Linked DNA regions of Mus musculus: regions 1, 2, 4, 5, 6 and 7 are each linked to region 3. Evidence: chromatin contacts called from public Hi-C, HiChIP or PLAC-seq and promoter capture Hi-C data. All regions are on one chromosome and are shown on one strand. Each heading gives the region's core, a stretch centred on a gene start, on an enhancer-like site or on the middle of the called end of the contact. The rest is flanking DNA. Distances are from core to core; before and after follow the strand shown.

What was found. Promoter capture Hi-C pulls out the DNA fragments that hold promoters and counts their contacts. Hi-C and Micro-C count contacts between places; a contact is called where the count stands out from the background. HiChIP or PLAC-seq counts read pairs in DNA pulled down with a chosen protein or histone mark.
Region 1: a Hi-C map of B cells shows a contact between it and region 3, with 6 read pairs. The contact joins the promoter of Smndc1 here to the promoter of Acsl5 in region 3. A contact is called at or near these places in 7 of 39 promoter capture datasets (the 3T3-L1 cell line, the C10 cell line, frontonasal cranial neural crest and 3 more), 1 of 484 Hi-C or Micro-C datasets (B cells) and 4 of 115 datasets of contacts at active chromatin or transcription factors (embryonic stem cells, epiblast stem cells, large pre-B cells and 1 more).
Region 2: a contact with region 3 is called in an H3K27ac HiChIP or PLAC-seq map of epiblast stem cells, with 7 times the contacts expected there. The contact joins the promoter of Smc3 here to the promoter of Acsl5 in region 3. A contact is called at or near these places in 12 of 39 promoter capture datasets (the 3T3-L1 cell line, 3T3-L1-derived adipocytes, the C10 cell line and 8 more), 5 of 115 datasets of contacts at active chromatin or transcription factors (T-cell acute lymphoblastic leukemia, embryonic stem cells, epiblast stem cells and 2 more) and 1 of 9 other capture datasets (liver).
Region 4: a promoter capture Hi-C map of pre-B cells shows a contact between it and region 3, with 4 times the contacts expected there. The contact joins the promoter of Dusp5 here to the promoter of Acsl5 in region 3. A contact is called at or near these places in 2 of 39 promoter capture datasets (hippocampal neurons and pre-B cells) and 1 of 115 datasets of contacts at active chromatin or transcription factors (pancreatic cancer cells).
Region 5: a promoter capture Hi-C map of embryonic stem cells shows a contact between it and region 3, with 4 times the contacts expected there. The contact joins the promoter of Rbm20 here to the promoter of Acsl5 in region 3. A contact is called at or near these places in 15 of 39 promoter capture datasets (the 3T3-L1 cell line, 3T3-L1-derived adipocytes, the C10 cell line and 9 more) and 11 of 115 datasets of contacts at active chromatin or transcription factors (the NIH/3T3 cell line, differentiating embryonic stem cells, embryonic forebrain and 6 more).
Region 6: a contact with region 3 is called in a promoter capture Hi-C map of embryonic stem cells, with 5 times the contacts expected there. The contact joins the enhancer-like site here to the promoter of Acsl5 in region 3. A contact is called at or near these places in 5 of 39 promoter capture datasets (the 3T3-L1 cell line, embryonic stem cells, hippocampal neurons and 2 more), 1 of 484 Hi-C or Micro-C datasets (B cells) and 1 of 115 datasets of contacts at active chromatin or transcription factors (large pre-B cells).
Region 7: a promoter capture Hi-C map of hippocampal neurons shows a contact between it and region 3, with 4 times the contacts expected there. The contact joins the enhancer-like site here to the promoter of Acsl5 in region 3. A contact is called at or near these places in 10 of 39 promoter capture datasets (the C10 cell line, the HPC-7 cell line, the SN4741 cell line and 6 more), 9 of 115 datasets of contacts at active chromatin or transcription factors (the NIH/3T3 cell line, embryonic forebrain, embryonic hindbrain and 6 more) and 1 of 9 other capture datasets (embryonic stem cells).

The regions. Positions count from the first base shown.
Region 1 is chr19:53,388,969-53,392,430 of GRCm38.p6, reverse strand. Smndc1 (survival motor neuron domain containing 1) reads left to right here and starts at 1,797. Exons shown (of 6, transcript NM_172429.3): 1 at 1,797-2,015; 2 at 3,009-3,128. The coding sequence starts at 3,009.
Region 2 is chr19:53,598,400-53,601,872 of GRCm38.p6, reverse strand. It overlaps Smc3 (structural maintenance of chromosomes 3), which reads right to left and starts at 1,477. Exons shown (of 29, transcript NM_007790.3): 1 at 1,319-1,477; 2 at 315-390. The coding sequence starts at 1,333.
Region 3 is chr19:55,251,994-55,255,955 of GRCm38.p6, reverse strand. Acsl5 (acyl-CoA synthetase long-chain family member 5) reads right to left here and starts at 2,587. Exons shown (of 22, transcript NM_027976.2): 1 at 1,790-2,587.
Region 4 is chr19:53,527,484-53,531,357 of GRCm38.p6, reverse strand. It overlaps Dusp5 (dual specificity phosphatase 5), which reads right to left and starts at 2,213. Exons shown (of 4, transcript NM_001085390.2): 1 at 1,662-2,213. The coding sequence starts at 2,040.
Region 5 is chr19:53,675,411-53,679,329 of GRCm38.p6, reverse strand. It overlaps Rbm20 (RNA binding motif protein 20), which reads right to left and starts at 2,024. Exons shown (of 14, transcript NM_001170847.1): 1 at 1,738-2,024. The coding sequence starts at 1,922. Gm46653 (a long non-coding RNA gene) reads left to right here and starts at 3,559. Exons shown (of 2, transcript XR_001782674.2): 1 at 3,559-3,839.
Region 6 is chr19:53,368,495-53,372,395 of GRCm38.p6, reverse strand. It overlaps Mxi1 (MAX interactor 1, dimerization protein), which reads right to left. Exons shown (of 6, transcript NM_001008542.3): 4 at 2,740-2,854; 5 at 2,035-2,206; 6 at 1-823. The coding sequence ends at 660. Among named protein-coding and RNA genes, the nearest start is that of Smndc1, 20 kb to the left of the region's middle. Within about 2 kb of position 2,010, at least 28 of the 459 cell types and tissues checked have an H3K27ac peak or open chromatin away from gene starts, as enhancers often do. A contact at or near this core is called in embryonic stem cells, where this site is marked.
Region 7 is chr19:53,703,571-53,707,523 of GRCm38.p6, reverse strand. The region is part of intron 1 of Rbm20 (RNA binding motif protein 20); the gene reads right to left. Among named protein-coding and RNA genes, the nearest start is that of Rbm20, 28 kb to the right of the region's middle. Within about 2 kb of position 2,488, at least 41 of the 459 cell types and tissues checked have an H3K27ac peak or open chromatin away from gene starts, as enhancers often do. A contact at or near this core is called in embryonic stem cells and hippocampal neurons, where this site is marked.

The sequences.
Region 1 (3,462 bases), core at 548-3,047, 1.9 Mb after region 3:
GACTCCAGACTGTAAGTTGTCATAACAAATTTCCTTATTTCATAGAGTTCTGTGACTCTAGAGAAGTCTGACTAATACAAAGATCCAATCAACATTTACATACTTCATTATCATTTCTCCTTTTGCTTGTTTGGATCTTGAGATAGGCACTTGCTATTAGACCTGGAAGGCCTGGAGTACACTAGTCCAGGCACTTTTTAAATTTCAGTTGATTTTCCTCCCTCTGCCTCTGGTGTACTTGAGACCAAACCTTCAGGGTTCGGACTCCATCTTAGAGAACCTGACCTAAGGTTAAACTCAAGTAAACTAACAGGCCAGTATCTAGCACCAGTTTCCAGGCTACGCCCCCCCCTCCCCCCAACAAGTCCTGTGCCTAACACCAGTTTCCAGGTTACCTCACAACAAAACCTACATCCAACACCAGTTTCCAGGTTATTTCCTAACAAATCTACAACCCTGCGTTTGCACCCCCGGCCCCCAGTTCTCTTGCATCAGAGAGGGTGGTGAGGCCCAAGCTCGAGCTTGAACAAAAGAACCTAGTTCAATTGCATCAGAATCAGCTCCCTGGTGGTTTTTTTTTTGGGGGGGGGCTCATGAACATTTCCTGGCACAACAGAGACTACACACAGGCACCACCATACCCATCTTTTTAATCTTCTAATCCAAAACAGTCCTTACTCCTTTTAATAGCATTGCTTCCTTCTTTGTTGCTGTGATAAAACACCATGACCAAGGCAGCTTAACGATTTTATTTTAGCTTATGGCTCCGGAGTGAGTCTATAATGGCCGGGCAGGGGCAGCAGCAGGCCAAGGACATGATGGCTGAAGTATTTTGTTGTGAGCCGGCATCAAACTGCACATACAGCGCCGAGAGCTCAAATTTAAGTGGTGTGTGTGTCTTTAACCTCTCCAATCTGCACAAGGCAGGGAACACCTCTAAACTACTCCAAATGGCCAAGACGAAGGGAGGTATTTCTCATTAAAATTACATTACTCTTGAATTATTTAAGTCAAAAAAAAATCGCACATTCTGGATGGGTGTTTCTTTCCTCACGGACATTCAACACGTTATGCTTATTATTTCCTTTAAACTCAAAAGGGCTTTGATTATACTTCCTCAGAGGTGACAGTCACTTCATGTTGACTGTCACTCGGTCATAAACATGCATAAAGTAAGGTTGTCTCACAACTAGTGATGCTGAAGTTGATCGCTGGGTGAGCGATTGCCAGCTTTGACTCTAAACATCCTACCTTTCTCTATTTTCTTACATCACATGGCTTTTACCTACCATGGGTGATGCCTAAGCACCTCAAATGGTCACCGTTCCACTTCTATCACTCTATCTTTATTGGCTATATTTATTTTCTAAACAACAAAAAACTTCCCTTCTCTTGACTTCAAGGTCTCGCTCTGTAGCCTTGGCTGGCCTGGAACTCGCTATGCGGGCTCAGACTCAGATCCGCCGCCGCCATCTGCCTCCCTGTGGGACACAAGGCACCCGCCATCACTCCCAGCCCGTTCCCGGTACTAAATCTCATCAGGGCTGGGCAGAAAGGCTCGCGAGTTTACGCCGCAGGGAACCGGAGGACAACACCCACCACAGAGAACCACTCGCTGCCGCTCCCAGCACGAGGCGGAACTGACGTAAAACGAACATGCCCTCTGCCCCCGGCGCGGCCCAGACACGTCACTTCCTGCCCATCAGACCACACCCGCTCCGCCTTCCGAGGCTGCAATCGCAGGCTGCTGAGAGGGCGGCGAGGGTCATGTGACCCGGGCGCCATCTTTTCCACGAGAGTCCGTAGGTCTCGCGAGATCTCGCTCGCCTTGTCTCTCTCTCCTCCTGCCCGAGGCCGGCTTCTCTCCCCTCCCCCTCGCTGGCGGACTTTCTCCTTTTCCGACCGAGGCTCGTCGCGGCGGAAAATCTTTCCCGGCTGCAGCCGCCCCTGACGCCGCTCGCCTCGCCTCGCCTCCCCGACCCCTGCCCGCCGTCCCGACCCCAGCCCCACCCAAGGTAACGAGCCCCTGAGGGAGAGTCAGGCCTCCTCGGGCCTCGGGCTGGAGTGGAGGTGGAGGCGGAGGCCGGAAGCGAGGGCGCCGGCGTCAGAGCTGGGCCCGGCCAGGGCAGTGTGGGGAGGCAGCGGCTCTCGCACCCCCCAGTGGACGGCCCCGGCCTGCGTGGGGGCTTCCGGGACGAGGCGGCGAACGTGGCCGTCTGGGGGAAGCCTCTGTGAGGGTGCGGGGCTCGGCGGTTTCCATGGACGCGGAGGTCTGCGTTCCCTGGTGGGAGATGGTGGACCGGGGCTCCAGCGGGCTCGGGGAAGCCCGCGCGCGGACGGGAAGACTCGGCCGGGGTTCCAGGCTTCCGGTGGGCCGGAATGTCCCGGAGGTGTCCCCCGAGGACCCGTATGTTTGCCCCGCGGCCGCCCAGAGGGGCTTCTGGACCCCTGGCGACGCCGAGCTGCGTTGGGCGAGAGGCGGGTTTCTAGGATGACCTCCGTGTGAAGGAAGAGTGAGCGCTCCGAGCGGTTCCCTCCACCGGAGAGAAAGGCGAGGAAACGCCGAAGGTGTAGTTAACCGAAAACCGCTTCCTCTGACTGGGGGGAAGAACCCGTCCGTGCGAATTTTAATTTCTCTTGATTTTTGACTTTCTCAGCTTTTGAAAAGTATGTCGCAGTCTTTATTGACATACACTGTCTTCCTATGATATATGATACTTAAAGAAGAAGCAGGGTTTTTTTTTTTTTTTCTTTTTTAATAGCATGATTTTTCCGGGGGAACTCTTTCTGTGTAGAATTGACCAGCCGTATCTGCAGTCTTTAGAATTTAATTGCCTTGAAGTTTGTGGATTAGTTAAATATGAATAAAGTTAAAATGGTGATGAACGGAACTTGAATTTTGTAGCAAGAGTGATTTAAATTAGACAGGTCAGAGGAAGTTTTTTTTTTGTTGTTGTTTTTTTGTAATTTGATATTTGACTTGCCTTATGGGCCTTTATTTTCCTCAGATGTCAGAGGATCTAGCAAAACAGTTGGCTAGCTACAAAGCTCAACTCCAGCAAGTAGAAGCTGCCCTTTCTGGAAATGGAGAAAATGAAGATCTATTGAAACTGAAGAAGGATTTGCAAGTAAGTACAGGTGGACACTTGGAGTTGAGGTTGTTTGAGAAGAGGATTTGTCTTTTTCAAAGTATGCATTCAAGACTCGTAGGCACGCAAAGCATCTGAGGAAGGCGCTCCCACGTGTATATGCTTGTTTGTACACAGGTACTGAGGCTTCTCACATTAGCTCCTCTTGGTGTACATCAGAAGGAACAAAACACTCGGTTTTGTAAATCCTGTGTGTACTTACAGGATTTCATGAGAAGAGGCGTTGCAACGGAATAAGCTTTTGTTTTAAAAGACTTGACAAGGAAACTTAGTTCAAAAGGTAACACTATTAAGGGAGGAATATACAATCTGA
Region 2 (3,473 bases), core at 228-2,727, 1.7 Mb after region 3:
AAAGGTTCTGAAATGAAGACACATCATCAACATCCTACACACACACACACACACACACACACACACACACACACACACGCTAGGCAAACATTCCACTACTTAACTTACACCACTGGGCTCCAAAATGATTTATCCGTCTGAGTTACACAAAAATTTTATTTTTATAAAATAAGCAATTCATCGGTGCAGACACGAAACAGGTAATCCCATGGAGGAATATTAACATTCAAAGACAACTCCCGTCTCCCCTGGCCTGTCACGTCTATCGGTAGCAATTCTAAGTCTAACATGGTAAACCAAGAACACTTACTTACCGATGACATTATGTTTGGAGCTGAAGGGATCTACAATTGTTTGGTCTCGGTAACTTCGGAAGCCCTGGATGATCACCTATTAAAGAAGAGACAACCCTTGAGAACACAGAAAGCACTTCTAGGGCAACATTCTTTCCTTCTCCGTCTCTTGCTTCTCACGCAAGGCAAGACAGAAACGGTCCACTCGGCGGAGACCATTGCGATCGGGAGCAAGCAAGTTAAAGATTCGCTAAACCCCTTCCGACATGGCCTGCAACCCTTGCTGGTGCAGGGCTGCTCTGGGAGAAGCTCTCCAAACCCAGCGGCTTCGACCCCGAGCTCTGCACGACAGTAAAGGTCCAGACAGCAGGCAGGCGAGCGGGCGGGCGAGCGAGCTGGTCGCAGCTTGCCAGCCTGCGAGCCCAGTGAGAGGGCATCCTTCAGTCAAACCACTGGCCAGCCCCAATGAGTCCATTGAGAAAAAGAAATAAGATAATAAAAATTAAGTGAAAAGGGGATAGATAGGATCGCAACGCTCCGAGCCTGACCCGTCCAATAGAAAAACGTCGCCCAGCGCGTGTCCCGGGGGCTCGGCGCTCGCGCGCGGGAAGAGCATTTTGACAGAAGTAAACAACCGAGTGAGCAGGCGCGACGCGACCTGCTGCGAGGGTCCGCCCTGCTGGGGCAAAGCCTGAGGCAAGGCGGAGAGAGCCTGCAGCCCAGCCCGGGGCCTCGCGAAGGCGGTCCATGCACCGCCATGCCTGCCTGCAGAACGACGCGGCCTCCCAGCAGCTCGCAGCAGCCCGCGGCGCCCGAGGAAGCCGGGCCTCCGCCTGCAGCCCGCCGCGCCCGGTCCCGCTCGGCTCCGCTCGGCTCCACGCACCGCGCCCCGGGGGAAAGCGCCGACTGCAGCCCGGCGCTCGGCTCGTCAGGGCCCCGCTCCTCCCCGCCCCCCCAAGCCCAGGCCGGCCCTAACCCACCCGCGGCGCGCTCCGGGACACCCCGCCGCCTCTCACGGCCCTTACCTGCTTGATGTACATGGCTCCGCGCCCCTCGGCAGGGGGAAGGCGTCGCCTCAGCACCGCAGCAGCGCGGCCGCAGGCTCGGAAGACGAGCAAGACAGCCCCCTCCTCACAGCGCTCCGCTCGCTCCCGCTCGCTCCCCCTGTGGCCAAACAAAATGGCGGCGGCCGCGGAGGCGGGGCCCGCGCGTCGGGCGGAACCACGATGGAAGCGATGCGGATCGCAGGGGGAGTCTGGGCCGGTTCCACTCTGTCGCGTAGGAAAGGCCCCTCTCCCGCGGCCCTCTTAGACGGACCTGATCTGAGAAAAGGATTTTCTTATCCTCTTGTTTTGCTGAGAATCACTTGGGAGTCCGACTCGGAGGAGCCCCGCTCCAGAGGCCGGCAGGAACTACCTCCGGACGCACGGACTATGGTCGCGCCCGTGAGGGGCGGGGCCTGCTCGGCGCCAAAGCCTGGAGTGAGACGAGCGGAGCCAATCGCCGAGCGCGCCGGAGGTCACGTGGTCGCCGGGCCGCTTAAAAAGGACGTGGCCTGTCAGCCTAGCGCCCGACTTGAATGTAGGTCTCATTGTGACTGCCTGGGGTTCTGAGCTCAGAACCTCCGCGCTTCCATTATTCTCTTTATTAGCTCAGAGCGCCTCCTGCTGGTTCCGAGCCTCCTGACGGCTCTGAGAGAACTGGAGGACGCTAGGACATTTGAAGGGATTGATTTAGGGAGGTTGTCTTTAGTTTTCCAAGCCCCGATTTCACCTTGTAGCTAAGGATGACTTTAAACTCCTTATAGAAAGACCTGTACAATTGCCACAAATAAATTTCTTGAAATAGGTAAATTAAAAAAAAAAGAAAAAAGAAAAAAAAAAAAAAAAAGGAGCCGGGGTGGTGGTGCACGCCTTTAATCCCAGCACTCGGGAGGCAGAGGCAGGCGGATTTCTGAGTTCGAGGCCAGCCTGGTCTACAAAGTGAGTTCCAGGACAGCCAGGGCTACACAGAGAAACCCTGTCTCGAAAAGAAAGTAAGAGAGAGAAAGAAAAGAAATAGGTAGGTACTAGGGTCAGTCCCTAAATGTATAGGATTTTTTTTAGCCCTGGCTTTCCTAGAATTCGCTCTGTAGACCAGGCAGGCCTCAAACTCAGGATCTGCCTGCCTCTGCCTCCCCAGTGCTGGGATTAAAGGCTTATGCCATCACTGCCCGGCTAAATGTATACAATCAGTGTAGGGAGTAGAGTTCTGGGCAACTCTAAAATTGCCTACTGGGAAATAAACAAACAAACCTGGACGACCTAATAAGGTCCTGGTCACCATTCCTGCTTCCTGAGGCAGTTCTCACCCTCAACATGTCTACGAGGAAGGGCAAATCTTGTGCCCTACTGGGAATCCTTTATCTGAAACTCTGGCCAAATTCCACCCAAAGTTTGAGGGAAAAAAAAAAAAAAAAGAAAAAGTATTAAAAGAGAAAGAAAAGAAAGAAAGAAATTTAATTTAAAATTTCATTTTGGGAGTTAAGGACCTCTACCCCTGTCAGTTTGTGAGGGTTTGGGGTATATTATAAACAGAATTCTAAGCCTTCATTCAGTTCCTCAGGATGACGGCTGGGTTTGCAGTGCAGTTGGTAAAGCCCTAGTTTGTCATACAGGAGGTCTTAGACGCTTCCCCAGCACTGGGTAGCCTAGTGGCACACATCTGTGATCCCAGAACCCTGGGAAGGTGGATGCAAGATCAAAAGTTCAAATTCATCTACTGCTTAGTGGGTTTGAAGGAGACCCTATTTTTCAATAATAGTGAAGTCACCAGAACTTTTATGATGGTTTCCACTACAATGAGATTTTTACTTTCCTTCTTAGGCCTTTACACATTTTATGAACTTTATTCAGTTAGCTTGTATAATCATATAAATAGGGGAAAAAGGTTTTTTTTTTTAAATCTCTACAATATCAAATAAGTGATTTTAGACTATTGCCTTGTTTATATTTATTGTCTCTCTCCATGATAGTAAAATCTAAGAGATGAAGAATTTCATTTTGTTACTATTGCTCTCTTCAATTATTTTGCACAAAGTAACCAAATCTTATGAAGGGAAAATGCACAGAGGCCAAGTTCTTACCACAGTGCCTGGCTCTCCTGGCTTTTAACAGTTATCACAGATTACTAAGTATCAAG
Region 3 (3,962 bases), core at 1,338-3,837:
CAAGTACTGGGATTAAAGGCGTGCACCACCACGCCCGGCATGTCTTTCTTTCTAAGCCTCACTTTTCTACCAAGAATCTGCTCCATAGGGTTTTATTGAAATTCAAAATAAAAGTCCCCATAAGATTCCAAGCAAGGTATTCCCCAACGACAGCAGCATTTTCATATTCCTAGTTCCAGAAAAAAAAAAAATCTCAAAGAGAGGATGACCATATGAGCTCAATCTGGTACCCAGAATGTCACACAGGAACATCTTTTTACAAGTTCAATTTTTAGGCTATCCAAAGAAAGGCTTTATCCTAAAAGTGAGTGAAGGATGGGCTTTAAAAATAAAACTGTAAATGTTTTATTTTTGAAAGCATCAGACTGCTTATAGTTCCAATACAATTGACAACCTGCTTGCCTTGTGAACATGGGAAGGTAGGGTGTCACCTCTCTGACACTTTTTTTTAACCATTAAATAGAGAAGTCACCCACCTCAAAACAACATCTTGCTCAAATATGATATCTACTATGTGCTGGCAGTGAACTCAGTTCTCTGCCCTTCTGTAGCATACTGTCCCAGGACGTGCCTCTTCACTGTGAGGTAGCACTGAGGTGCACAGAGGCACACTGATATTGTGGAAGGTATCTTTGCCCTAAATAACTAGCATATACCCAGGCATATAACCCCAGCACTTGGGCAGCTGAGACAGGCAGATGGCCAGCCCCACCTGCCTAAGAAGTAAAGTGAAAAATCAGTTTCAAAATAAATAAATAAATAAAATAAAATAAAATTGTAATATAGCTTGGCTGAAATTTCGTTTATCTGAACAGTATTTTTTTTAATTAAATTGAATATGCTTCTCTGGGTTATAGGAGCTGCAATTTTTTCTAGTGTCTCCAACACCAATATCCCATAAATACACCAGCTACTTCGCCTGCCTAAGTAAGCTACCTGCTTTTCTCAAAGCGCCTGCATTTACAGCTATTGTTTTATTTAGTCTATTGTGCCTTTCATTGGTAGAGACGGACACATGAGTGATGCTCACAAGATTTTATACTGTTCCTTCCAAGGTGAATTCTAAAATTACCTGAAATAACTGCCATGTGCACACAGAGGGCGGGGTCAGAATCCACTGCCTTCTATCTCCAGTTTTTAAACCTGACCAATGCTTTATTTTATTTTAGACCCTGCCTCTTACAAGGCACCAATCAACTGTAAGTAGGAAGTTTAGATTCAACCCTGCCATTCAGACTAGACTGTCAAAGGGGAGGGGGAGGGGCGATACCACTAGGAGGTATCAAAGCCCAGCTCCTGCAGCCCCTTTTCAAGGCTCCCAAAACCCTTTAAGAGCATCTTAGGTCTAACCAGTGTTTATAGCTCTGAAAAGAGACCCAGCTTCATTCGGCCTGTATCTCCATCTCTTTGGACTGATTCCTTAGCTCTTACCATCAGAGGGAGTCAAAACTCAGTGAAAATCAGGGTTAACCCCCCACCCCCACCCCCCAGCCCACCCCAGGGAGCTATGCCGCCACGTGCTCGGGTCTGCCAAAAGGTCTCTGCTTGTATTCCACCCCTTAAGAGAAAGTCCCTCCCTGTGTCCTCTTCCTCCTTCCCCTCATCCCTCCTGATGCAGAGGAGCCCTCCACTCCCAGGCAGAGAGAGCATGGCGCGCACACGTGGAGGCACAGCAAGCTTTGAATTCCAAGCAGCTTCCTGAAGTGGGCAGGGAGGAGGGATTTGGGATGCCTCTGTCACGCGTGCAGGAGCCCCGTCCTAGGATCACACCCGGCTCCAGATCCCTTACCCTGGGAAGGGCCGCACGCACGCCTTGGAGCTTCCGAGTGAGGCTTTCTGGCTCCGGCTTCTTGCTGGCAGGAGAGCCTCGGTCCTCCCTTCCTCACCCCGGGCTTCTCCGCGGGCAGGGTGACTTCAGAGCGTCCATGCAGGCAGGCAGGCAGGCAGCCTGGCTAGTGGCCCCACTTCTGCCCTGCCCTGATCTGTCCCAGCCAGGCCATAGCCGGGCTTTCTGACATGCTGGTGCTGGGGACTTCACTTCCTGGTTTGGCTTTTTTTTCCCTCCTCCTTCACAACTGAAAGTGGAACCGCTTTTGACTAGGAGGAGACAGATATCCAAAGCTACCCTAGCCGGTTTTCAAAGCCTTTAACCTCAATCCCCAGGGGCTGAAACACGAGCCACCTTTGCATCAACACAGTCCACCTGCTCCCGCTGGTCCCACTAGCTCTTCTCCAAGATGAAAATCCAAATGAAAACGAGTTGAGGTGGCCCTGGGTTCATTGCCAGAGAAACGGAGGTGACGTTGTTCCCCGCTGCGTTCGCAGGACAGGAAAGTCCAGCTAGAGGGACCTCCGCCCTTAGGTTAGATGCAGCACGACTGTCTCTTTCTCTGTGTAGCTCCTTTCGCCAGTCCCCAGACCTCCCTGATTCAAAAAGCCAGGCACCTCTGCACCTCGCAGAGACAACAGAATAGATAAATAAGCCAGGAACCACGGGGGCAGAGAGCCATTCAGTTGAAGTGGCTCCCTTTCCGCAGACACACCAGCTCAGCTCCGGCTCTCACCCCGCCAAGTTTAAGGATGAAATGTGTTCTGTGACCCCTCTTACACCTCAGCATTATCCGGGTTCACAGTTGTCTTAATCGATCACCCTTTGAGGTTCTGGTCTCCCAGGGACACAAGGAGACCTCGGTCTCAGAATTGGAAGAGAGATGACAGGTTCTGCCCCCTCCCTCTCCCCCACTCCCGCTGCAACCTCACGACACGCAGAATCAAGTAGCATTTTCCCGGCCTTGATCCCTCCAAGGATTGACAGGAAGTTCAAGGTGAAGACTTCACTAGAGTGCTAGCCTACCTTAGGATTCCTTCTTTGTGCAGAGAGCACCCCATACCCACCCACCCCTGCTATAAAGACCAGGAAAAACAAACCGGTGCCACACCTCAGAGACCTGCAGGTCTGACCCCTTGGGAAGGACGGATAGAGGTGCCTCTAGCTTTTGTTTAATTTTGGAGCTCAGCTTCCCAGGAGACTTTTCTCCCCCCCCCCCCCGGCGTCCCCCCCCCCCCCAGGAAAACCTCAGGTGGGAAAGTGCATGCCAAGCCTCAGATGTCTATCTAGGATATCTATCTCTGGTTTCTAAGTCCTGTTTTATCCCATCTCCCATAGCAGGAGCACACCAACTAGTCTAATTGTTGTTTTTGACGTCATGGATCTCTAGAATTAAGTGTCCGTTTCAGCAAGGGCTGGGTCATTCTAAGATCTTGTTGTCTTGTCTTTCCATCCAGTTCCACCGCATGGTAATGACACTCTAAATGTTTCCCACATGGGGAGGATTCTGACATCGCCCAAGATTTCTATACGATGGAGCAGACCGTAGAGACAGACTAGGTCAACTATAGCTCTACCACTAGCTATACTAGTGGGTTAGGCATACTACTCCCCTTATAGGAGATGCTCCTAATGTCACCACATACCCTGCCTTTAGGATGCTTTCCAGACCCTAAGAGTGTCACAACCCGGAAGTCCTTCCTCCCTCCGGAGACATCAACAATTGTTAAGTGGCTCCTCTTAAGAATTTCTGAATGGAAGATGAAAGAAACCTGCATCCTTGCTCCAACTTTACCCTTTACAAAAGGCTTTATACCCTCACATTCTCTTCCAATTCTTTTGATTTTTTTTTCCTCTTCTAAGAGTCAAGTGGCTCAAATGTTTTCCTTTCAAATTGACATCTTTCTTTGCCTCCCACACAAGTGAGCTGAGAGATTATCACCCCTGTTATGAAAGAGCTTTAGTCAGGTTACAGATGAATACACACTCACTTTCTCCCCCGCCATATCTATCTACTCCCTCTAGCCCATAGGCCAGAGAAGGCAGCTTACCTCTTGAGAATGGTCACAGCAGCTAGGTTGAGGAATGGCTTCTCTTGCAGCTAGCTCTCTCTGTTCAGCACCACATGAAGCTG
Region 4 (3,874 bases), core at 964-3,463, 1.7 Mb after region 3:
GTTTGAACTTCAGTGGTGTCATAAGGGCAGCAATATCTATCAAATACCATAGGCATATCTCTTTCACGCTTAAGCTTTCACGGTCTGAATGAAGGACAAGACCCCACAATGCCAGAGCAACCGGCAAGGACATCTACCCTCTCCGTAACGGCTTTTCACACAGCCAGACTGGAAGCAGCCTAGTGGTTATGACGAAGGCACTACCATGCAGCAACACGGATGTCTCCAAGATCTCCAAGAAAAGAGGCAGGATCTGGTATGACATGGGCTCAATCTGTTTTTAAAAGCCATCCATGGGAGACACTATCCAAGAAGAATTCATTGGTGTTGCTTCTGGGGAGGAACTAGGTTTTAGGGTGGGCTGAAGACACACATCTCCTTAAACACCCTTGGGGCTATTCAGATTGTCACCTGGACACATGTTACCTCATTTTTTTAACAGTGAGAGAGAGACCGCTGCAGAGCTTAGAAAAGGCCACCCACCCTTGCAGATTCTGCAGCTGGGCTGCAGCAACATCCACCTGTTATCTCCCAATGGGATCAACAAGGAACAGTTAGCAAGAGGTGTTAATTAGCTGGGAAGCTACCCACTTGCCTTGGGATCTTCCTGGCCTACAGTGTGTGAAATTCCAACTTGCATGGCTTTGACACTGGGTCTTCAGCTCACTGCACCTGAATTCTGAACCGTAACAGAGTTCCTGGACAAGTCATCAGAGTTTTGGGGCCCTATCTGAGAGCTCTCTCCCCTGCACCCAGGCCAGTGTTCCCATACTTTTGAGGTTAGAAGGCAGGAGCAGTCACAGGAAATGACCCAGAAATCAATGATGTGGGGTTTGAGAGTAATCACACACCCACAACCGGAAGCCAAAGTTATCTCGACAGCAGGTGAAATAAGTCGGGCCTGCAGGCAGCTCTCGGAGGCCTAAAATCAAAGGCCTCAGAATCTCCTCTGAATCTTTGCAGCCTCTGCAGCACCTCTCTTAACTAGGTTGGCCGGTTGGTAGTCTCTGAGGATAATCCCCTGCTGGGGATGACAGGATGAAAGGGGTGGGAAAGCTGTCAGTTCCCAAATTAAGCTTGAGAACGGCCTATTTGGGGAGAGGAGGAGGAGGAGGCTGGAGGATAACAATAAAAAGCAATAAAGGGAGAGGAAGGGGAGGGACTTGCCAGGGTCAAAAAGGCAAGAGGCCCACCAAGACACAGCCTAACGTGCTCTAATTGTCTAGGCGGGAAGAAAGGGGACACCGCGGCGCCACTCTCCTGGGGGAGGGTCTCAACTTGTTTGATCGCGCTGATCTGTACAGAAAGGTTCCGACCCCCGTGGCCTGCCAACGGCGCCAATGACCAGCATGAGCTCTGGGCCCCCGGAACTATTAGGGAGCACCGCCCGCAGCACCTTCCCAGCCCACCCAACCCAGAGGACAGACAGGATGCCAGACGCTTTCGAGGAAAGGCGGGTGGGGAGAAGGAAGCCCTGGGCGCTGACGTGTTGCAAGGACCTCCCAAGCGCACGTCAAACCCCGGGGTGCATACTCCCGCAAGTGGTGACTTTCTCCGGTCCAGAGTTCCCATGCAGGGAGGTAACCCTGGGGCCTGGTAACACAGGGTGCAGGGGAGCAAGGGAGGGTGGCAAAGGGCAGTCTGCTCCCGGACGAACTCACCTTTAAGGAAGTAGACCCGCGGGCCGGCGGGCAGGCAGGCCAGCAGCGAGGTGAGCACGACGCGCGCGGCGCTCTCCTCCCGCAGCTTCTGCCAGTGGCGGCTACCCTGGTCCAGCACGACCACCGCCGCCACACCGCCGCCGCCCTCCTGCAGCAGCCGAGCGCGGGCCGCCTCGTCGGGCAGCACGTAGCGCGCCGACACCGCGCCGCCCCGGGCCCGCCGCAGCACCACCGAGTTGAGGTTGACGTTGAGCGAGCCGCGCACGCTCGACGCGGCGAAGGCCAGGTAGGGCCGGCAGTCGAGCACCACGCAGCGCGCCTCCGCCTCCTTGCGGAGCATCTTGCGCAGCTGGCGCCCGTCGAGCGACGTGACCTTCATGCCGCTGCCACCCAGCGGCCCGACGCTGCGCGCCCCACAGCTGCCAGAGGACGGGCGGGCCACCTCGCGGGGGCTGTGGCCTGCAAACGGAGCCCGGCGCGAGGGGCCGCGCGACGCTCTCCACGCCCCGCTCGCTGGGCTCCCGGCCCCGCCGCTCGCTGCCCCAGAAAGCTGGGGATTCCGCCGGCAGCGCAGCGTTTTATGTGAATGAGTGCGCGTCCTGTGACGTGAGTGCCCATATAAGGCCAAATATGGGTATTTCCCCGCCCCCTGGCTGACCACGCCCATGGGTGGAGCTTGCGGGCACCCGCCTCCACCCAAGGAGCAGGCTGGAGAGAGGGCGTCTTAGAGCGAGAAAGAGGAAGTGGCGGGCGATCGCTCCCTCTCTCGGGGGGCCCGGCGCCGAGAGACTCACTCACGCATCACCCCGGACTACCGGTGGAGTGTCAGGAACGCCACCAGGCCGAGGTGACCCACGCCGTGCGGGAAGAGGAGGTGACCGTGGCCGCGCTACGGAGCCCCTGGGGCCTCCCGGTGAATCCCGGATTCCGGTCGCTCCCGGTTGTGTCTGCGTTTGCAAGGAGATTTAGCCTCTGAGATGAGCCGAGATGCGGCGTGGCTTGGTCATCTTGATACTGGGGGCTTCTTTCTAACACGTTACCCCCACTTTTGTTACCTTTTAATTTTCCGTAATAAAAGTTCCTGAGAGTAAAAAGGAGGAGTTGTGAATGGGTGAGCCGGAGACGTCAAGTGGATTCTACTTCGGATGATTGACAGTCCCCTTTTGGCTCTCTCCAAAGATTGCTCTCTCCAATGTACCACCCGAGCTTCATAGTGAGACCCTGCCTCAAAGAACAAAACAAAACAAAAAGCCCCACCCCCACCCCCGAACAATACACCGACTCGGGAGCTCTGTGGTTCTGGGCAGCTTGTGGGGAGCTGTAAGGCTCAGTCCAGTTAAACTGTTGTCCGGGTGGCTTCTGGATTTGTGGGATTATGGTGGATAAAATGTAATCCCAGGCTGTCTGCCCCCGCTATTCTCTCGGGAGCTTCATGCTGCCTGCCCCCATTCCCGGAAAATTAAGTGTGATTTGTCCCCTCTGCAAGTATTTACTGAGGGCTCTGCTAGCTGTCAGGGCACGTGGGATGCAAATGCGTTCTGCCTACAAATCCTTTGCCAACTATTTCACTGTTATCTTTTCATGGAAAACAAAACAAACCAAACCCTTGCATCCATTTACAGCCCCCATAAGTGGATGAGATTTTTTTTTTTAAGGAGAAAGCAGAAATCACATTCTGCTATCCAATCAATCAGCCCAGCAACAATAATGGCTGGCATTGCTTCTGGGTCATATCTTCATTCAAGCAATCGATTCAATCACTGTATACTCTGTCCTGAGTATTCAGTGGCTGGCCTGTAATTTTAGCATCTTTGAGACTGAGAAAAAAATATCAAAAACCCGAGGCCAATCTAAGCAATATAGACGCCCGCACCCACCCCACCCCCCACACAAAACAAACAAACAAACAAAAAAACACCAAAGCTGTAGCTAGCAGGCTCCACCCACGTCTTTCATCTCAAGCCTCACGAAGAATACCCAGCACCGGCACCAGCCAGTCTTGTGTTAGACGCTTGGTAACACGGCTGGAAGCAGGACTCCAATCCATCAGCCCCAGCCCAGGGAGGAGGCCTGGTCCCATCTCGGGCCTCTGTAAGTGTCTGTGTCTGCACACCCATGGTGTGTGGGCTGTGGTGGAAGTGGAGAAAGTTTCTCAGCCGATGAGAGCTGAGACAAACTTCCAAGAATGAGTAGAAACCACTTGCTGTGAAGGA
Region 5 (3,919 bases), core at 775-3,274, 1.6 Mb after region 3:
CTATATGCAGAAGGAGCCATCTTTGAAAGGGTCCCTCATGTCTTTTTAAAATAACATATTCCAGAGATGGAATTTTCCAAATAAGATAATAAATGTATAGTTTACATTATTAATTCTATGAAGAAACTAAAATGCATCTTAAATTATCCATTTTCACAAATTGAAATGTTTTTCCTACCTGGCAGTACTTTAAATAGCCATTTGTGAAGATTTCTTTTCTGGGAATAAGAAGTTCCTAGTTTTCTTCTACTTAAAACTGAGGGGAAACTCAGGCTAATTACTAAAAAACAAAGCGGTTTTGATAAATTTAACATGCGGGCTGATTTCAGTACACACATCACTGGTTCACAGAGAAAGATAATAGTTTCAAATTCACAACTGATCAATTTGAATGCTTTAGTAAAAAAGACTTTAGATGTAAGCAGTTTTTATCAGTTGACCTCTATTTACGTTGCGGATCGAAGTGAAACTTCAGGAGATATATAAAGTGTCAGTTCTCTTTAGGATTTGCTGGACCGCTTTACAAAGAGAGGAAAAAGGACCACCTTAGGAAACTTTTCACTTTTAAAAAGTTGCAAATTGCAAGTAGCTAAAAGTTATGTAAAATATCAAAGTTAAATAGGACTTTAGGAGTCAACCAGCCAACAGATAGGAAACCATTTTGTCCTGAAACGCGACACCCCCCCTCCCTGTTATTGATGGCAAATTTGAGTTTTCACTCTTTTCTATTAGATAACTCGCTTTTTAAAGCCATTCAGAGTTGACTACTATTTGCTTCCATTTCCTTTTCCATGTTTGCTTTTTTTTTCCTTAGTGCATCGTAGTGAGTTTACAGAATCCCCAAGATCAGAACAGCCAACAAAAAACCCCAGCTCCTCATGTGAGTTTTCCTGAGTTTACATGTTCCAATTAGACTTGTGGAAACACTCAAACTATTTTTCAGGACTTTGTCACAGGTGGACCAAGCCTGAAGCAAAATAAAGAGCCTTCGAACAATCCGACATTCTAGGCCTCAAACTGTCAAAACAATGCTTTTTAAGGAGCCGAGGGAGTAAAACACCAGCGGTTTACCTCTACGCTTCCCAGACGGGATAAGGGGCTTCCTGGGACCCCTGACCACCCCAGCTTACCAAACCAATGAAAAGAAGAACGGTGAGGTTCACCACGGTATCTAGGGGAAACCTTTTCTGCAGCTGAGAACTCCTTGCAAGGGCCATGTTGTAAACTGTTTGCGCGTTGTTTACAGGCCCTCAACTCCCTTTGTCCCAAATCTCTAGTTGACTCCACTAAAGGTAGTTTTGTTCTCAGTGGCGATTTATCACACACCCTTCACTAAGCGCTCACACTCACGCTTGACCCGTCATCGTCACCGTAATACATTCCAGTGGTCTCTAAGGATCAGAAGGATGAAAAAAATAGTCTCTGGGTCATTTCCCCCAACTTCGAGCTTATGAAGTTAAAACAGATCCAGTACCATCAGAAGAGAAAAGAGAACACATAAGAAAAGGCAAAAATTATGCCCCACCACCACCACCACCACACACTAATAACTTGACTGCGTTCTACCCAATATCACCAACAAGCCAGAATGACACCGACCCAGCTCAGAGCGCCAACAACACTTCAAACACAAGCGGGGCGGGCGAAGTTTAGCAAAGGATGGAAATGAAGCCACAAAAGAGGGCCCCTGGTGTGTGTCCCAGGCTCACCCCAGCCCCACTCCATTCTCCCTCTTACTTTTGGATGATCTGGGGCAGGCTGGCTTGAGGCTGAGGCGGTGGCGGTGGCGGCAGAGGCTGCATCCCTTGCTGGCCCTGGGGCACGGAGGGCCCCTGAACACCGGGCATAACGCAGGCATCTCTGTCGGGTTGCTCCGGACCGCTGGGATCCGCGTCCTGGCTCATGGCTACTGCCAGCACCATGCGCGGCGACACCGGCCCGGGCTCGCAGCGAAAGAGCGCGCGGGAGGGGCGGTCCCGGAACACAAGCGCTCACTGGCCGGGGTCCCTGTGCCCAGTCCCCTTGTCCTTCTCGGTGGCGTGGGGAGGAGACGAGAAGGGTGGGGAGGAGACAGTCCCCGCGGCGCCGCCTCCTCCACCTCCCGGCGCTCAAGCTGGAGAGGCTGCGGAGGGGGCGGGGGACAGGGACAGGAACAGGGGGCGTCCCCGGGGCCACGGAAGCCGCGAGACGCCCAGGAGCTGCTGCGCGCGGGGTGACCGGGACAACTGTGCCTGTCCACCCGAGGCACAGTGAGTAGCAGCCGCCACCCGCCACCGCGAGCCCTTCGGGGTGACCAGCCAGGCGCTCCTCAGCGCGACACCCTCGTGAGAGGGCGACACGCCGGCCCGCCCCGCAGCCGCCCTCCGCCGCCTTGTAGTTTCTTCCGGAGCTCACAGGCTGCCCGGCTCCGGCAGAGTCCCGAGGACATCGCCAGCGCGAAGTGCGCCCGGGGCTTGGCATCCTCCTGCGGCTGGAGCCCAGCCAGCGCCTCTGGAAGGACCCGACACTGTCACATCCTTCCCTAGGTGGGTGGGACTGCGATCTCGGGGCCCAGATGATCAGGCCCCGGAGCTCACCACGCTGGTAGTTCCAGCTGTCGCTTCGGGGGTCCCAAAGGCGACGGACAGGGTAGCAGTGGATTCATTTCTTTGAATTTTCCCACGAGAGCAAAAGAAAACCAGGCACACGTTTCTTTCATATTTATTGGCAGCGTCTCTGGAAATTTAAAGGATAAGGAAGAGAGTTCACCGACTCTGTTAATTGCCCGGAGCCCACCTGCGCCGGACACCCGTGTGCACCGGGGTGGCAGCTGTGCGACGCACTTGTGAGGCTCTGAGGGCGGAGCAGCTGGAGACGGCGACAGGGGACACCTGCTCCCGCAGACCCTCCTGCACCTGAGCACCGGCCGGGGAGTGGCCGCCTCGTGCTCTCTCGGACTGTGCTGTTCCGTGGTGTTCCAGACACGGACGCCCGCGGCCAAATTCCTCTCTCGTGCGTTATAAGCCAGAGGGCAGCGAGCTGATCCCACAGCCTGAAGTCCTGCCTGCCTGCTTCACACACCAGAAAATTCTAAAGATGTCTCAAAACCTGACAACTGCTTGAACTCTCTGAAAGATACTTTTTGTCCCTCCTGACTCTTGTGTCAATTTCCCCTTGAAACTGCCTACTCTGCCACCCTACCTTAGAGAGCTTCTCTCTCTCTCTCTCTCTCTCTCTCTCTCTCTCTCTCTCTCTCTCTCTCTCTCATTGCCAATTAGAGTTACGATTATTTGTATTAAACATCACACACATCATTCACAATTCACACAAGTCTGACAAACAAACAAACAAACAAACAAACAAAACAGAACGTGTGGCGGCGGGTGGCACATGCCTTTAGTCCCAGCTCTTCACTAGAGAGGCAAAGGCAGGGGGATCTCTGTGAGTTGGAGACCAGCCTAATCTACAGAGCACCAGGACACCCGGGGAGACACAGAGAAAGACTGTCTCGAAAAAAAAAAAAAAAAGCAAAAATCTCTCAAGTAAACATGGCTTACTTGCTGGCCCCTCTCAGAAGCAGAACAGGGTGTCTGAAGACACGGGCAGTTTTCTGTGATCAATTTCTGTCACTAACTTCTCGAGTGTGGCTTCCACATACTCCATCTTACCCAGGCACACATACACACTCCCTTAACCCTGGAGGAAAACACCTAAAACTAACATTGAGACTCTCCCCAAAAAAGACAATGAATGAAGTCTTCCCAGATGTTGCCAGAGAACCGTCTAAAGCGTCTGGAGAGAGCTCTGTAGTCATGAGGCAGATCTGTTTACTGTCTGGACTGCAATGCACCAATGGAAAGGTATCCTCTCTGAGGGTTGGTTAGCAAATGTGACGGAATTAGGAATAATGAGGCCCTGGCTCCAAGTTCGAGGTGGGGGT
Region 6 (3,901 bases), core at 761-3,260, 1.9 Mb after region 3:
GTCGGCTGCTCTAGAGCTAACAATGCAGGTAAGGTTAGCTGGCTTAGCATGGAATCCAACAGAAAGCCGGGCTGCGTCAGGGCCTCTTTCAAAAGGCTTCATGGAGTCTCTCCTTTTGTAGAGCACGATATGAGCTTTTTAAAAATTCATTTTGTTTAAAAGAACTGATCATCCACAGGCTTCATGATAAACAGAGGCTGAGTTTTAATAGCTCTTCAGCTATCTGAGATTAATGCCTGATTATCCTGCCTTTTCCTTACTCTAAGTGTGATTTTGTTTCTAGGGCCAAGAAGCTCGGGAAGGGTTCATAACCCTATCCTTAAATGTCTGCTCACCACCACAGAGTGAGCAAACTGCAACAGGAGAGTGAAGTCTCCATTGTCTCTCAAGTCAACCTGGTCAACTCAAGATAATCACGCGCATGGTTTCTGCTGCCGTTAGAAACTGTACTCTTTCCAAATATAGGAATATTTGTTCTACCAGGGAGGCTCTACCCCACTTTTCGTTAAGTATTTGCTTAAATACAGGTCTTCTGACCGTTTTGTTCAAGTATAGTTTTTAGTTTTAAAGAGGAGACTGCATCATGAACCCAATTTGAGAGCCGGTGTTGACTCGGCCCAGTGAGCGCTCCGCCCTGCACTGTTAGGCCATGCTGGGTCCTAGGACGCGAAGGAGAGTTTGACACTGGCACTGGAATAACCCTCGTCACTCCCGACACTCTGCAGGCTGCTGTGGTCGTCAAGGTCACTGATGCTGGTGGTACTGACACTGTCTGCTTCTCCATGGGAGAACTCTGTGCTTTCCACATCCACTTCAATCTCCTCTGCGGGAGGAAGAAAGAGAAAACAAAGGGGGGCATTAATAATCTGCATGTGCACTTTCAGAAGTTAGAGAGGTTATCCAGCAAGGTTATCCGTGCTCTATCAGGGACTCTCCTGCAAAGAGCAATCTGGTATACAGTGGTGGTCTTAATTTAGGCAGCAAGTTTACTAAAACCCTTTTGACGCCAGTCCGTCTAGACCTCCCACTAAAAGCGCTTGGCCTGTTTGGGAATTAGTACTTAATATTAAAAGATCCCAACCCAAGTGGTTTAACAACATCTGTTTTACATTAAACCAAAAACTAATTCACAGCTCTGTTTATTAATCAGGGTTGCTTTAAAGAGGTTGGGGTCATGGAGAAATAAAATTAAAGATAGAAAATTTATGTTTAGGCATCCGAATTTTTTGGTGGTGTCAACTCTCTATCATAGATCATAGGTGGATCTATGGATTTCTATGGATTCATCAACAAATTCTGAATAGTAACTAAAATAAGCTAATCATAAAGTAGGTTTAAGGGGTTTGCTTTTGATTTTCTTGCATGAAATATAGCTTCAAGCCATGTCCCTCTCTCATGGTAAGAATTCTGCATTTTCTTTCTCTCTTTCTTTCTTCCTTGCTTCCTTCCTTCCTTCCTTTCTCTCTCTCTCCTCCCTCCCTCCTTCCTTCTTTCCTTTGAGATCTGTTTACTTATGTATATGAGTATACTGTGCACTGTGGCTGTCTGCAGACACACCAGAAGAGACACTAGATCCCATTACAGATGGTTGTTGAGCCACCATGTGGTCGCTGGGAATTGGGAATTGAACTCAGGCAGGACCTCTGGAAGAGCGGTCAGTGCTCTAAACTGCTGAGCCCTCTCTCCAGCCCCCAAGAACTTGGCATATTTTAAACAGAACTTTTTCTAAGTCTAAAATTTATTTCAAAATAGAAAGAATGTATATACATATATGAAAAAAAATTGTGGTTCACAAAGGCACTGCCAGAGAATGTTAGGGTGCACAAAGCCCAAGCTGGGGGCTGGGAGTGCGGCTGGGCTCACTCTTCCTAACCTAGCACATGCTACTCGCTGGGTTTGCTCTCTAGCACCAAAACAACAGAAGCTAGACGACAGTACTACATTGGTTAGTGAGAGCCGATGCAGTGTCTACAGTCTCCCCGCCCCCACCCGTCTCGGAGACTCAGGACTTCCTTAGAAAGAGAAGCTGCCTACCTCGCTCTGAATCCGAGCGATCTGAAGAGATGGTTGATCCAATGCTGTCCATTCGTATCCGCTCCATCTCCTGAGGCCCCTGCAGCTGTTCCAGTCGCCGCTTTAAAAACCTCTGTTCTCGTTCCAAGTTCTCTAGCTGGTGCTGGCTCTTCCTCTCCGCTTCTTCAAGTTTCTAAAATGAAGATGTTTTATTCACACCTGTAGTCCAGTCTAGTACAGTAAAACTAATTCCTGCCACAAATACACATATGTGGGTATGTATGTACCCTTGCATATATAAATACTGAGAAACACTTGCGTTTTAAACATAAAAACAGTGGTCTTTTTCCTGTATGGATGCTATGTTACTTGAACAAATGAAGTGAACTATAAAAGTCTGTGAGGTAAGTTCCACAAAGAGAAACCTCCTGCAATGTGGTATTCAGTGGAAAATTACTGAGAGATAAAGCCAAATAACAGCATCTCCGCCAGAGGGCGCAGCTGCCTTCCTTCAGGGTATCGGAAAGACCTTCCCCAGCATTCTCAGGTCTAGATGGCCACGCTGTAAATTTTTTTCATTTATTCGCATCATGCTGCCCCACTGGATCGCTGGTGAGATTTTACAGCCGTTTCTCTGGAGGGCAGTTAGTGAAGAAGAGGACGGTCTAGTGAGCTGTACACGACACACACAGGAATCAGTGCAAATATGGAAAGAAAGATTCTCACCTTGATGTGTGCTTTGGCTTTGTTGAGCAAACCGAGTGTTGTGTGCCTGGTGCAGTCTGGGCCCAGCGGGATCAGAACTTTCAAGCGTTCTAAACACAGGCGCAGGTGAGCTCGTCTAAGAAAGATATCAGCCAATCAGCACAGCCTGGAGAGCCACTAGACACACACAGCAACTTTGAGCTATTAGCCAACAGCCATATTTCACTCCCAACTTTTTAAAGTACCTGCACGGTAGTGGCGCCGACCTCCCGCCCCACCACTCTGCCCTGCAGACAGAAGTCACTTTAGATTATCAGCCCCCATGAACTCTGTCAGACAGCGAATTGTCTAGGCCGCTCCATAAGCTCCGTGCTGTGCTGTTACTAAAGCAATCGAGCTTGGTTTCCCAATGCCTGAGAGCACAGGCTGGAGTACCGGTTTCAGCTACGGTACCTCAAGGAGCTATAAAACGCACTAAGGTTTCCACCTCCTTCCACCTTTTAATTTTACAGACACACACAGACACACACACACACACACGCACAGGCACGCACCCACACTGTTCAGTAACCGCAGCCATCCCAGAGGGCTGGATGTTGTTTATGTAGAGGCAGAAGGACGTGAACACTTCCTGATCTTCAAACATTTTTTCAGTCCTTTATAAAACGTCAATTTCATGTCCAGCGCAACATGGACGACAAAACTGTGCCTGCGGTGGTGGGTTTCACACCTGTGTTGTGAGCGGGCTGCTGCTCATTCCTTTCCCTTCCGCCCTCATGAGCTACCCTGTTTTCCCCACAAGGAACACAGGTGACAGAATTACTTGCTTAAAGTCCCGAATTCTCCGACAGACCATTCTCTGGGAAAGTCAGAGGGAATTTCTCCTGGAAATGCTCCAGGAGAGCCTTGTACACTTGTGGTCTCCAACTATGACCATGTACATAATGGGAGGTGCCAAACTCTGCTGCTCTCCACCTTTGAGTCTGTTCTTTACCAAGCGCTAACAGTTCAGCAGGGGGCTGTAGAGATGGCTCAGTGCTCAGAGCACTGACTGCTCTTCCAGAGGTCCTGAGTTCAACTCCCAGCAACCACATGGTGGCTCACAGCCATCTGTGATGGGATCTGATGTCTTCTTCTGGTGTGTCTGCAGACAGCTACAATGTACTCATATACATATACATAT
Region 7 (3,953 bases), core at 1,239-3,738, 1.5 Mb after region 3:
AAGCCCCTGGTTAAATGTTGTATGAGTCGCCTTGATCATGGTGACTCTTCACAGCAACAATAAGTCAGAAGGAACTTCACTAACTGCTTCTGCTTGTCTAGAACCTTCTCCCAGTTTCACGGATCCTCCAACGCCATCACTCCCACGAAGCTTTCCCCCATTCTCCCCCAGGGCTGAATCCCAGTGTTCTTTGACTACCCCATAATTTGCATCCCACAGTTCTGGCAGTTAAGAACATTGTTAGCAAGCAATCATGCCCTTGAACTGAGACCTCTACCCTTCATGAACTAGTCATTACACATGCCAGCTCTGTTTGCCTTATCAAATGTGAGGCAGACACTTCCATATCCTCCCCAGTCAGACACAAAACTAGTATGTACACAGGGACAGGCATGCACTCACATAAAACAGACTTGCTCCCTTGTGGGGAACCCGAAAGGTTATTTATTGGCTTACATTGTTTCAAATTCCAAGAGGGCAGATGGAATGAAGAAAGAGCCTTACAAAAGCAGACCAGGTGGTCTCAAAGAACCAGGCTCTGCGAGTGAGGGCAGGGGTCATCTCAACACTTGCAACACTACCAGCTTCTGAAGATGGAGTCTCCCTGATGCAGCTAAAATTACGAGGATTAAGTAGACTCTACATCAACCCAGCGAGCTACCCTGTGACCCCCAGGAACTTGGGACACACAGCTGAGCTCCGTGCCCAAGACAAAAACGTCTATCTTCAGATTACATAATTCAAGTCTGCTCATCATCTGAGGGTGACTATGAATTGAGATTGATTCTAAACTGATGCTTGGGACTTGTCTAGGCTCTAGGCTGCTTGGGTCCTCAGACCTGAGAGAAGCAGGGCAAACCCCAGAGCATTTTCAAGAGTTTCCCTCTGTAAGCAATGGCCTGCAGATGCTCCCACAGAGAACCAAGGAGCTGGGGAACAGGCTCTAGGGAATGCTCCAGGACTTGACCATGACAACCCTAGTATGAACCCCACATGACACAATGCCTTTGTTAATGAAGCCCAGCTAGCCACCTGAAGAGAGGCCCTCTCCCTCTCCCTCCCCATCCCCCCATTCCTTCCCCCCCCCCCCCAAGCCTCTAACAAGCAACACCACCATGCAAGTGTCACACAGGACACACTATTGGGTCTTGTCTTAGTTTGGGTTTTACTGCTGTGAAGAGACACCATGACCAAGTCAACTCTTATAAAGGACATTTCATCGAGGCTGGCTTACAGGTGGCATGCAGGCAGACATGGTGCTGGAGAAGGAGCCAAGAATGCTACATGTTAATCCTCAGGCAATATTTTCAATCCCCTAAAAGAGCAGCAAGTACTTTTAACCGCTGAGCCATCTCTCCAGCCTCTAACAATTTTAAACAAAAACAAACTAAACTAAACTAAAACCCAAAAATGCAATATATGTGTATATGTGTGTATAGATATATAGATATATAGATATGAATGAATGACAGAATATTATACAGTGTGTACCTCCATAAAACAAGGTGGTCCACTGGTTCTGTCCAGTCCTTCCCCCAACCCACCAACCCTGTCCTTCCCCCCTCTCCCAACCCCTATACCCTTTCCCCACCCCCTTCTCCAACCTTCCCCCTCCCTTCTCTCCCCTCCCCTCCAGCCACCACGTCCCCAGTGAGGGACTTCTGAGATGGCACTATGGACTTCTGAGATGGCACTATGGAAGGAGACAGGAGGTTTCCATGCAAGCTCCTGGAAACAATAAAAAGTTCCAGGCCAATGAAAGACTCAAATAAAAGGTTTCTGAAAGTCCCTGCACTGATCCCTCTGCCCAGGTTGTCCTCTGACTTCCACATATGCCCTGCATTCTGCATACTCACTCCTGTCCCTGCACACGAGTGTGCGGAAAGAGGGGGGCAACACACTACAGAAAGGAGTAGGAGGAGAGTGACTAATTTATACAGATGCCAAACAGCATCTGATTGGAGAGTGAAACCTGCTTTCCTGGTGCCGCATAATAACCTTTATTCGACAAGAACTGGAAAAATGCAAACCCATGGTACAGCCTGGCATTGCGGGGGGGGGGGGGGCGTTCAGCTTCGGGCTTGTAACTTGGAAATGAGGGGAGGGGTCCTGGCCAGCGACACCCCAAATCCCGCCGGTGGAAGCAGAGCAGATCCCCACCCCCCACCCCATCCCCCACCCCACCCCCACCCTCACCCCCATGCGGCTTCTGCAGAGCGCATGCTAGCTAGCGTCCTGGAGCATTGGTATAGAGGCGGGAGAACGATCCCTTCTACCCCGAATGCTTCTTAGGCACCCAGTTTTCAAGCATCTATCAAGGTTGAACTGCTAGATCTGCTAATCTAGACCTCAAGGAGGAGGGCTGGAGCCGACCCATGCCACAGCAGCGAGCCCCTGCCGCTCCCGCTCCCTCAGCGGGTCAGGACGGTCAGGTCTCACCACTGCACTCCTCCCATGCGCCACCTCGCCTCCAGGCGGCGACAAGCTGCTCGGTGTGCTCACAGGAAACCAAAGTCCAGGAGGGAGTAATCTTAGCAAACCTTAGTTCTCTGAGAACAGTCCATCGATGGGAGAAGGGAAGCCCTACACAGGCCCCTCCTCACGTATAAAATCCTCACCAAAACTCATGCCCCAGGAGAGACAGCGCAACGTTAAGAGCACCAGCTGACCTTCCACAGGATCTAGGTTCCATTCCTAGCCCCCACAGATTGGTTCACAATGTCTGTAGCTCAGTTCCAGGGGATCGGATGCCTTATTCTGCCCGCTAACACTAGACACACAAGTGGTGTGTCTACAATACAAGCAGGTATATTCAAGATAATGTTTTCAGTGCTATACCCATGGAAAAGAAAATCCACGCCCAGCATTTCTATTCAAACTGACCCTAGTACACAAGACCCAGTTCAAAAGCCTAAAGAAGAGTTGCAGAGATGGGTCAGCAGTTCACAACCGTCTGTAATTCACTTTCTCATCTAGGGCCCTCTTCAGCCCCCGCTGGCTCCGGGCATGCACATGGGACACAAGTGTGCAAACCACTCACACCCACAAGACAGAAATAAATGAAAAACAAACAAACAAACAAACAAACAAACAAACAAAAAAACCAAAAACTTGGGCCCAAAGAATTCCTAAGGGATATAAATGCATATCTATATAAACTAACATTTTTTAAAAATCTTTACCAGAAAACGGACTTAAAGGAAGCCAGGGGTGGTGGTTCACATCTGTAATCCCAACACTTGGAAGGCGGAAGGCTAAAGTAGGAGGGAAGGAGGTGGGAGAGAAGTCTTGCAGGAGGTGTTTCTTGGAAATCATGTTAATAAAAATGTAACACTATGTCTTAGTCAGGGTGTCTATTGCTGCAACCAAACCCTGTGACGAAGGTGAGGAGAAAGGGGTTTATTCAACATACAGTTCCATATTGCCCTTCATCGCTAGAAGTCTGGACAGGAACTCAAGTATGGCAGGACCCTGGAGGCAGGAGCTGATGCAGAGGCCATGGAGGGATGCTGTCTTACTGGCTTGCTACATCTGCTTTCTTAGAGGACCAGAGACCACCAGCCCAGGGGTGACACCACTCACAATAGGCTGGCTCCCTCCCCATCAGACACTAATTAAGAAAATGCTGATCCTGTGGAGGCCTCTTCCCAATGGAGGTTGCCTCCTTTCAGATAACTCTAGTTCATGTGTTCAAGTTGGCATAAGACTGGCCAACACACTGGTTTTAAATACGATGCTAATTTGCTTAGGTTTTTGTTTTGTTTTTTTTTTTAATCTTGATCTACAGCAATGTAGATCTTTAACAAGCACAGTACTAGGGCAGGCAGTGTTCTTAGCACCACGCCCGTGTTAACTACTCTGTAATATTAACTTTCAAAAGGTAGGTACTACCTGTCATCAAGGGTTTTCTGTAACTATAACAAAATACTTAAGGCTAGGTGCATTACCCAGAA